2 separate regions of the Arachis hypogaea genome follow, and region 1 is linked to region 2. A link is a contact called in public Hi-C data. All regions are on one chromosome and are shown on one strand. Each heading gives the region's core, a stretch centred on a gene start, on an enhancer-like site or on the middle of the called end of the contact. The rest is flanking DNA. Distances are from core to core; before and after follow the strand shown. Region 1 holds the start of LOC112775295. Region 2 holds the start of LOC140182422 (inositol transporter 1-like).

Region 1 (4,586 bases), core at 431-2,930, 160 kb before region 2:
ATGCTATGAAATTTTATTTCTTTGTGATAATTTATTTCTGTTCTGCTATAGTTCCAAAATTTATGTACATCTGTGAGCTCTGTGGAATAATCATGGGGCAAGTTTCTTCAAAGGATGAAATTGGAGAATGGAGACTAGTAGATTACTAGGGCAATAGGTTAGGAAACTTAGGAGACTATAGCATATATATGACAATATATACTTAAGATTTTCTGCTAAGCATGAGAAATTTTAATGTGGCATTATAGCTTACCTGCAAGACACTTGACAGAATAGTAAGTTTCTTAATTTTTATTTCTTGCTTAGGTGGGAGGCAGATCAAATACCAAAAGTGAAGGTAGCCAAACTAGATAGAAGTAAACTCAACAAGGAACAAAGTGCTTACATGCCCAAGATCCCTGATATTGCCAAGTGTCCAGAGCATCTGTTGCCATCTAAACAGTGGGAGGATGTATTTCTTGCTGATTTTTCTGCTCTGAGGGCGGTATGTTCTTCCCTCTCCGTCTCTAAAGTTCTTCAATGTAAATGGACACACACAACAGATTCTGTTATTTATTTATTTTCAATTTAATATGATAGTCAATGTCCTTGCTAACAAAGCATTGGTCTGAGCTTGTGCTTTTTTTTTTCCCAATGACTTATTCCAGAGTATCTCAGCTCATGAATGTTTGAATGCCATGAATTCCAGTAATATGCAAACCGTTCAGACATCCCAGCTACTTGAGAACAATTCTGGAGAATCTGCTAGTGTAATGAACAAGGACAAGGATGTCCCACTTCAGAGTAATTTAAGTGATAGTAAGACAATTGATCCACCCCTTGAACTGACCTCTGAGGATAAGGATGCCACAATGCCTCTGGAAAATCCTGGATCAAAAACTTCTGTTGATGGAACTAGGAGTAGCTCTCTCAGTCCTCCTATGCTTTCTTCAGTCTTACGAATGGACCCTGTAGCTAGGGTTTCAATGTTGCTCAAACGGATTAGCTTGCTAGAGTCTGCAAGCACTATCTCAAGAAATGATTGCATATGGCTTTTTGCTCTCTGTGCCTCAGTTGATACTCCACTACATGCTGATACTTCCGCCGGTCTCAGGAGTCTGCTGCGGAAGTGTGCTAGCATACGTGCTGGAAAGGCTGAATTGGATGAGGAGGTTGTAATGTTGAACATCCTGGCTACAATTTCGGGGAAGTATTTTGGACAATCCGAAGGTTGAATTCTTGCTTGTTAACTTATTGGTTTTTGACATCTTTTGCTCTGCCCTTTATGGCCTAATTTGGATGTAAAATGAATGCACGAGAACTGTTGAAAATTGTAATGATGGTACTTAAGCTTGAATAATACTTGACGCGTTTGTTATTATTACTGAAAGGAAATTCCTTATATTGAGAGGTGCTAGTTGACTAAAGAAAGTGATGGCTAACATACCTACAGTTTTTCTTGAGCTTCTTACTTTATGCTCGCTTTGGAGGCCAGTGTACCTGCTAAAGGACAAATGTCTCACCTCTGCGTCCTGTTTCAAGTTTCAACTATACCATTAAGAGAAAACAGTTTTTTTTTTTTTTTCTTAGACAAACTGACAAAGCAAAAGGGGAAACGAATCTACCGGTTGCCACTTCAAAACTTTTCCAAATGGAACAATCAATTAATCATGTAGAGAATGCAAAGCTCTTGCAACACAATCCTTAAAATGTTTATTCTGGAAGAGTACGTCTTTTTTGGTCTATGACGTGGTGCTTCCCAAATCCCAAGTAAGGGGAAAGTCTTATAGTTGCCCCCAAAATAGGTAGAGGACCAAATAAAAAGCATATGATTAAACAGCTCATGATTGTCGAAATTCCATTCCATCAAGGTAACAAAATAAATACCATCAAAATTTAATACAGCAAAATAATGATAACTTATTTTAGAATATTAATGGAGGACTAATAGTAATATCTTAAGAATAGTAATATCATTAGCTAATTAGCTAATTCTATGAATAAAAAAGAAAAAAATGAGAAGAATCGGTTTAGGAGAAAGAGGGTAAAGGACTAAAACTTGCCGCAGGGTGGGTCATGTGTGCAATCTTTTTGTCTTGAGTGGCTGTGTGACTGACAGAGTAAGTGAGTGGCTCACTCCTCTGACTCTGACCACTCTCTCTGATGTTGTCCTCCGTCAACACTTGCGCGCTTCCTTCTTCCTGTTCCCAATTCTCACTCCCCCTTTCCTCACGATGCCTCTTCATCTCCGCCTCTTTCCGCCGCCAAACTCGCACTCGCCCTCGCACCCGCACCCGCAGGCGCCGCAACAAACTCTCCTCCCCTTCCGCCCCCACCTTCACCACCACCACCATCACCACCTCTACCTCCTTCATCTCTTCCGAACCTAAGCTCGAAACCGTTATCGACATCAACAAACTAACCTCCCAAGCCTCCTCCACTTTCCGCTCTCTTTTCCCTTCTACACTCCGCAAGTTCGTTTCCTCCGCCGCTGACGCCTACACCGATTTGCAAACCCTCGTCACACTCGACCATGACCGCAGGCTCGTCGTCTCCTGTCGCCCTTCCACGTTGCATTTCCTCGGCACCTCCGCGCTTTTCAGCTTCGTCGCCTTCTCTATCCTCAGGTTTCTGGTCAACTCGGTTTCTAGGTTTTTGTCTTGGCGCCGTAACGCCTCTGCCTATAGGCCTATGGTGCGGAGGGACCGAAGCCTTGGCGGAAAAGAGGTCGTCGTTGGTTGGGGGGAGAGTGCCGTTTCCAAGGGGCCGGCGAATCCGTTGTCGCCGGCGGACGGTGGTACTTTGAAGCGAGGCGCTAAGAAGAACAAGATTCGGTTAGAAAGGAAACTGCCGAAATGGTGGCCAGCTGTCATCAACGGTGCTGTTTTCGACCTCGACGAGCAGGACGAATTCAAGAGGCAGGCTTACAGAGTGGTTCGAGGTTTGATTTCTCTTTTCTTATTTTGTTTTCTTTGTTTATATATGTTTTAGATGAGATGGTCATTTGAGTTGGAGATAAAATGAAGTAAGATTTGTTAGTAGCTGAGGATTTTCTCTCTTAGTAGGTTATGTTGTTGATGAAAAATAGTAGTTCATATCATTGGGGGAAAGAGAGTGTTGGCCATTTCATAAGTAGCTTGTGTTCTTGTTAATTGAAATGCATGGTTTTCATATCATTGATGTGGCTTATTAACCATTATGGTTGTTGTCGGTGTTTACTGTTTACAGTGTCTGGTTGAGTTATGGTTCTGTTTGTGCACTCTTTTTGTAGGTAAAACTTACATATTTCATAGTTTCCATAGTGTTTTGCAATCCTTTAATTCAAGTTGCAACTCATCCACTTGATTTCCAGCAATTACTGACAGTAGAATGGCGGGAAACGACATCATGGAGGATGATATAATACAAGTCAGTTTTTATTTTTGTTTTTATTTTTTTCTTTTGTTTGTGTTTTTATTCCCTAATGGTGATTTACTTCATTGTCAAATGGTGTATGATAACATTATGTGATATTGAATTAAGTTACTTAACTAAATTTGGTTTTGCGGTTTTGTAACATGTTGAATCTGAGCATCTGTCTAACTGATAAGCTTTGAACAAGGAGAATAACATAGTAATGGTTTCTATTTATGTTATCGGTGTGAGCATGTTTATAAGGAAAGTAATTGGTTTTTCTCTTCTCATGACATTTGATTGTGTACTGCGCGTACAAATGAACAGTTACGTCAACTATGCAGAACTTCTGGCGTGCAAGTATCTTTTGAAACAACAAATATTCGGGATTCCTTGTATCGAGCATCTGTTAATTATGTTTTAAATGTTTGCAGCAGGTTGGTTTTTCTTAGGCCAACATTCTTGTGCTAGTTAGCAACTTTTAGTGATACAGTCTACTGTCTACCCATGTTCTAATTCTCATGTAGTTACTGGTTACTTTGGTATCATTCAGGGTACCAACTTACTCTACTTCAATTGATATTAATGGTGAGGATGCTCGGCAATTCCTTGCTGGATTTGCTGAAAACATAGGCCTTGAAAATATTCGTGCTGCAACAATTGTCTCTGCTGCTGTTGCTGCACGTACACGCTCTTGTCTTCTACAAGCTTGGGTATTTGTTCTCCCTGACTCTTATAATCTAGTAATAGTTTCGTTTTTAAAATTTATTACATGAGATCATGATTTTGTATTGGTGAAGGCAGTTTGTTGTGCTACTTGTAATAAGGCACAAATTCCAAAATTCCTTCCTGCAAAGATCTATGACACCATAGCATTAAATATGGCCATTGGATCCATTTGATGGTTACAGGAATGAAAGATTCATTTGCTGGTTTAAGTCTGACAATTATGTAAATTTGATTATGGGACTTAAGAATGAGAGCTTAACATTTGGTTTCAGTTTTCTGGATAGCTTACTGCAATAATTAAATCTCTGTTCAATTGATGCTTATTTTGGCACTCTTGGTTTATAGGCTCTGGAAATGCAAGGCAAGCATGTTGAATCTATGGCAGAACTGTCAAAAATATGCCATCTTCTGCAGATATTTCCTCCCGAGGAATCATCAGTATGTATCATCAATGAAAGTTGCTACTTTTCTCTTTATGTCCATTT
Region 2 (4,882 bases), core at 1,054-3,553:
ATTGATTATTTTATGATTATTATATTATGTCTTTTTGTGTTAATTTTTTTTCAAAAGTTTTCAAAGAATATTCATAGATACTCGAGGAGATCTGCGTTCCTTAAGGGGTAATTAAACAGGAACTTGCAATGACAGAGAAGGAACGGGGGCATTTTTTTTTTAAATAGAAGTGAGGGATGGGAAGGGGGCTTCTCACACTCTCCTGAGTACTCATTACCATATCTAACTAGCAACGGGATCCAATTTGAGCCGATTTAAGAGGGGACACGTGAACTTTATCTGCATTGGGCATTTAAGGTAATGAACGTAAGTCGGATTTGAGACCCTAACAATAGATTTTAGTTGATCTTGCTTGCATTGAGGTCTTAATAGGCCCAAATATATTTTGGATTAATATTTTGAGTCATTGTTATAGCAAATACTATACTATTTAATATTATAACACTTAATATTTACAAGATATTTTTTAATTCAAATTTTAAAAAAAATTATCTCTTTTTTAGTTTTAAATATTATTTTTTAATGTAACGAAAAAGTGAAAATAACAATAATCACTCACATAATTAAAATAGATAATCTTAATATTAACATGACACTATATATATCAAGAATTATTATATATGATATATAATTTTTTTTTCTTTTCTGTAATGACTATTTATATAATTTATTAAATAATTTTTTCATCTTAATATTTAATAAATTTAACATATAAAATATTATTTAACATACAAAATAAGTAACTTAAGTCATTATCTAGGACAATAAGTATAATAGTACAAATATTTATTTATTTATTAGTAGTAAAAAATATGTAAATAGTATAAATTGATATTTTTTTTAGTATAAAAGCAATAATAAAGGTTAATAATTAAGTTAATTACATAATTAAAAAATTATGAATAATTTCTTAAATAATAATAAAAAATAAGATCACTATTTTCACATATTACAAAGTTTATGAAAAAATTTTTGGATAATAAATCAATCATCAATAGATTATACATTAATTTTGTCAAAAAATTAAATAATTAATATATTGGATATTATTATTTACATATATATATTATGGAATACTAAGTTTATAATTAATTTTTAATCCAATTTTTGGTAATTAAAATTTAAATGACTGAAATTATTAAATGCTAAATATTTTGTATCTAATCAATTTATTTTTTATTGAAATTAAAAAAATGAGTTGTTAATCAATTTTAAATTTAAATTTAAATTTGAGTAAGAAAATAAAAAAATATTTTAAATTCTATCTCACTAACCAGAATTAATTTTAAGATAAGAAATTATTTTGTACATCATATATATTGTAAAATAATATGGTCATTTACTATTTTTTAATGGTAAATATTGTCAAATAAAATAGTGTAAGAAATTAGAAAAAAATATATTTATAAGTTTAGAAAATATTAATTTATTTTTCAATAGAATAAATTATATATTGAATAACAAAAGTTGTTATTGGTTTCTCTTCACACTAACTAATACTCAACGATGGTGTTTCGGTACACTATGTTACCAAGAAATATTAATCGATCTAATAACTTTTGTAATGACATAAGTTTATGAATTTGAAAATTTAGAAATCATTTCATAAAATGTGAAGTTTTAACAAGTAACAAGGTTGACCATATTGTTTTGACTTCAAGAATGAATACGATACCAACAAATAAAATTGTCCCAAGTAAATTTCAACAAAGACAAAAGTCTATGAGTATTGCTATTATTGAAAAATTAATCTATTTTAAAGACAAATACAATTTTTTCTATAGATTTCCTAACTCGACAAGTCGATGACTAATCTACCACATATTGATACTCTATTTATTAAGGGTCTGTCGCTAACTAATGGACTGTTATACACACAAGACTAGATTCGAACTCCAAATACTTGCTTAAACGGACAAATGAGATGACCATTCAACCAATTCAAATTGATTAAAATAAATATTAATTATTTTTAATATTTTTAATTTATAAAATATTTATAATAATAATTACTATAGATAATTTTTATTTAAATTTTAATAAAAAAAATTATATAATTTTATATATTATCCCGTGCAAGACACGAAAACATACACTAGTTTTCTCATAAAAGCCAAAAAAATGTTTGTTAAGTTGTTACAAATACAACAAACAAGAAGTTTCCATAAGCACTAAATTTAATAACTATCAGTTCTCATATAAACTATAAAGTGATCATCGGTACTCATTGCTTTTTCATTTATTATTTCAATATGCACAAAAAGAACACTTGCAATTACATGATTAAGCAAGTAATGCAACAATGGTGGCTGATATGGGCATGTCCATAAATGCTGGAACTTCTGACTATTTGAAGAAGTATTCAAAACGTAGAATATCATTTTTTCAAAGCTCTTACATTATTGGAGTTTCTTTTGCTGCTGGCATTGGTGGTTTTCTCTTTAGTTATGATACTGGTATATATATATTATAAATGCATGCATTTAATTAATAACATTTCATACTAAATATCTAAATTGATTTAATTTGTAGGTGTAATATTTGGTGCTCTCTTGTATATAAATGAGGAGTTTGAATATGTCAAGAAGAGCTATTTACTTCAGGTAATATATAGAAACAGAATATCTTTGATTTAATTACTATCAATTTTATTATGTGTATATTCAAATCAATTACCAAGCTATTATATAGATTACTTAGTATTCTTTTAAAAAACTAATATCCTATTCTAAAAAAATTTAATGTTTGATAATTAATTTTATGTTAGATTATTTTATTAGTCCATATAATTTGATTGAATTTGTAATTAATTTTTTTTATTTAAAAAAACTTAACTACGTTCTTATACTAATTTTAAATTTGTAATCATATTTTTACTATTCTAAAAATGTTTAACTTAACAGAATAAGATCAGGTATATTCACTATTAGTAAAATGTATGAAAATATTTTTTTAACATTTACAGTTAATAATGATCTGATTACGAGTTTAAAATTAGTGCGAGACCCATTTGAAAAATTTTAAAATATGTGAAGAACCTAATCATAAGTTTAAAAAAATTATAAAGACTAGTAGTTAATTTAAAATTTTACTATTGAGTTAAAAAAAATAAATAAATAACGGCTTACTTTTTGTGTCTATGCAGAATTTTTGAATTACTATAATATATGATTATCATATTGTATTATTTTGTATATTCTGTCTTACCGGAGATAATTCTTAGCATGGCTTTGGTTGGAGCAATTTTTGGCACCGCCATAGGTGGTTACATTAACGATGTCTTCGGACGTAGAATTGCTACTAGGGGTGTTCGCGGTGCGGTTTGGTTCGGTTTTAAGGGAAAAAGTCATCCGATCCGAACGTTTAATTTATGTGCGATGCGGTTTAGATTTGATGAATTTTTTTTGAAAATCCGATCCGATCCGATCCAATTACAAGCGGTTTGGATCGGTTTGGATTTGCGGTTTTTTAAATAAAAAAATTAAATACATATAACAAGTCTCAACATCAAATTTTAAATAATCAACAATGACATAACAAGTCTTAACAATATCTTAAAAAACTAACGATAACATAACAATAGAAATAAAATTATATGTTAGTTAAAATAAATAATAAAATAATATTTTTAACATAAAATATTTATTAAATAATAATAATACATGAATAATAGAAAAATGTATAACAAATTGAACATGTTATAAGTATAATTGTAAATATAATAATAAAATAATAATATTATAGCACATTATGCGGTTTAGATTGGATTGGATCGATTATAAAAAGTAGATCCGAAATCCGATCCAATCCAGCGGTTTGCAAAAAATAGAATCCAATCAAATCCAAATTAGTATGGTTTTAATCGATTTTCGGTTTGGATCGGATTGAATGAGCGGTTTAATTTGGATCGGTTTGGATTTGAACACCCCTAATTGCTACAATCATAACAGATCTTAGTCTTATCATTGGATCAGTGATAATGGCTCTGGCACCAAATCCTATGCTTATCATAATGGGCCGTTTTTTAGTTGGCTTGGGTGTTAGTTTTGCCTCCATTACTGCTCTTATATATATTGTGAAAGTATCACCATCTGAAATAAGAGGGGGATTAATTAGTGCCAATTGTCTTATGATTACTAGTGGCCAATTTCTTTCCTATATCATCAATTATGGCTTGACAAGAGTAAGCTTCACTAACTTGCAAATTAACTAATAATATATATATCTTCAATTATAATTTATAAACATCGACTTATGTATGCATATGCAGGTTCCAGGGACTTGGCGTTGGATGCTTGGACTTGCAGCTACACCGGCTCTTATTCAATTGTTCTCATGATGTTTCTTCCTGAGTCTCCTAGATGGCTCTACCATAAGGTCTAAAATATAACAGTTATTATTTCTTTTAATTCAATATAGTGTTAGTGTTAAATAATTTTATACATAAACATCACACAAGAAAAAATAATTATTTTTTACATTGACAACATTGAATATTTATTCAAAAAAATATTTGATTAGAAGATTATATAAAATAATTTATACTACCAATTTATAAAAATTAAACTCATGTATATGTGGGTATATAACACTTTGATTCCTTTAAACTTGCAGAATAAGAAGGAGGAAGCTACCACTGTGCTTTCCAAAATTTACCCATCACCTTGATTGGAGGACGAAATAGCAATTCTTGAAGATCACTTGGAACAAGAAAGCAAGAATAAGGTCAAGGTTAAATTTAGTGATGTGTTCAAATTGAAAGAAATCAGATTAGCATTCATCTGTGGAGCTGGACTTCAAGCATTCCAACAATTTGTTGGAATTAGCGTTATAATGTACTATAATCCAATAATAATCTAGATGGCGGGCTTCAAGTCCAATG

Evidence for each region. Hi-C and Micro-C count contacts between places; a contact is called where the count stands out from the background.
Region 1: a Hi-C map of leaf shows a contact between it and region 2, with 6 times the contacts expected there. The contact joins the promoter of LOC112775295 here to the promoter of LOC140182422 in region 2. A contact is called at or near these places in 2 of 8 Hi-C or Micro-C datasets (both in leaf).

Annotation. Positions count from the first base shown.
Region 1 is chr19:152,215,881-152,220,466 of arahy.Tifrunner.gnm2.J5K5, reverse strand. It overlaps LOC112775295, which reads left to right and starts at 1,680. Exons shown (of 7, transcript XM_025818846.3): 1 at 1,680-2,920; 2 at 3,332-3,387; 3 at 3,700-3,809; 4 at 3,926-4,085; 5 at 4,447-4,539. The coding sequence starts at 2,143. It overlaps LOC112775294, which reads left to right. Exons shown (of 4, transcript XM_025818844.3): 3 at 307-484; 4 at 648-1,410. The coding sequence ends at 1,214.
Region 2 is chr19:152,059,142-152,064,023 of arahy.Tifrunner.gnm2.J5K5, reverse strand. LOC140182422 (inositol transporter 1-like) reads left to right here and starts at 2,303. Exons shown (of 5, transcript XM_072228619.1): 1 at 2,303-2,456; 2 at 2,533-2,603; 3 at 3,213-3,315; 4 at 4,271-4,377; 5 at 4,861-4,882. The coding sequence starts at 2,303.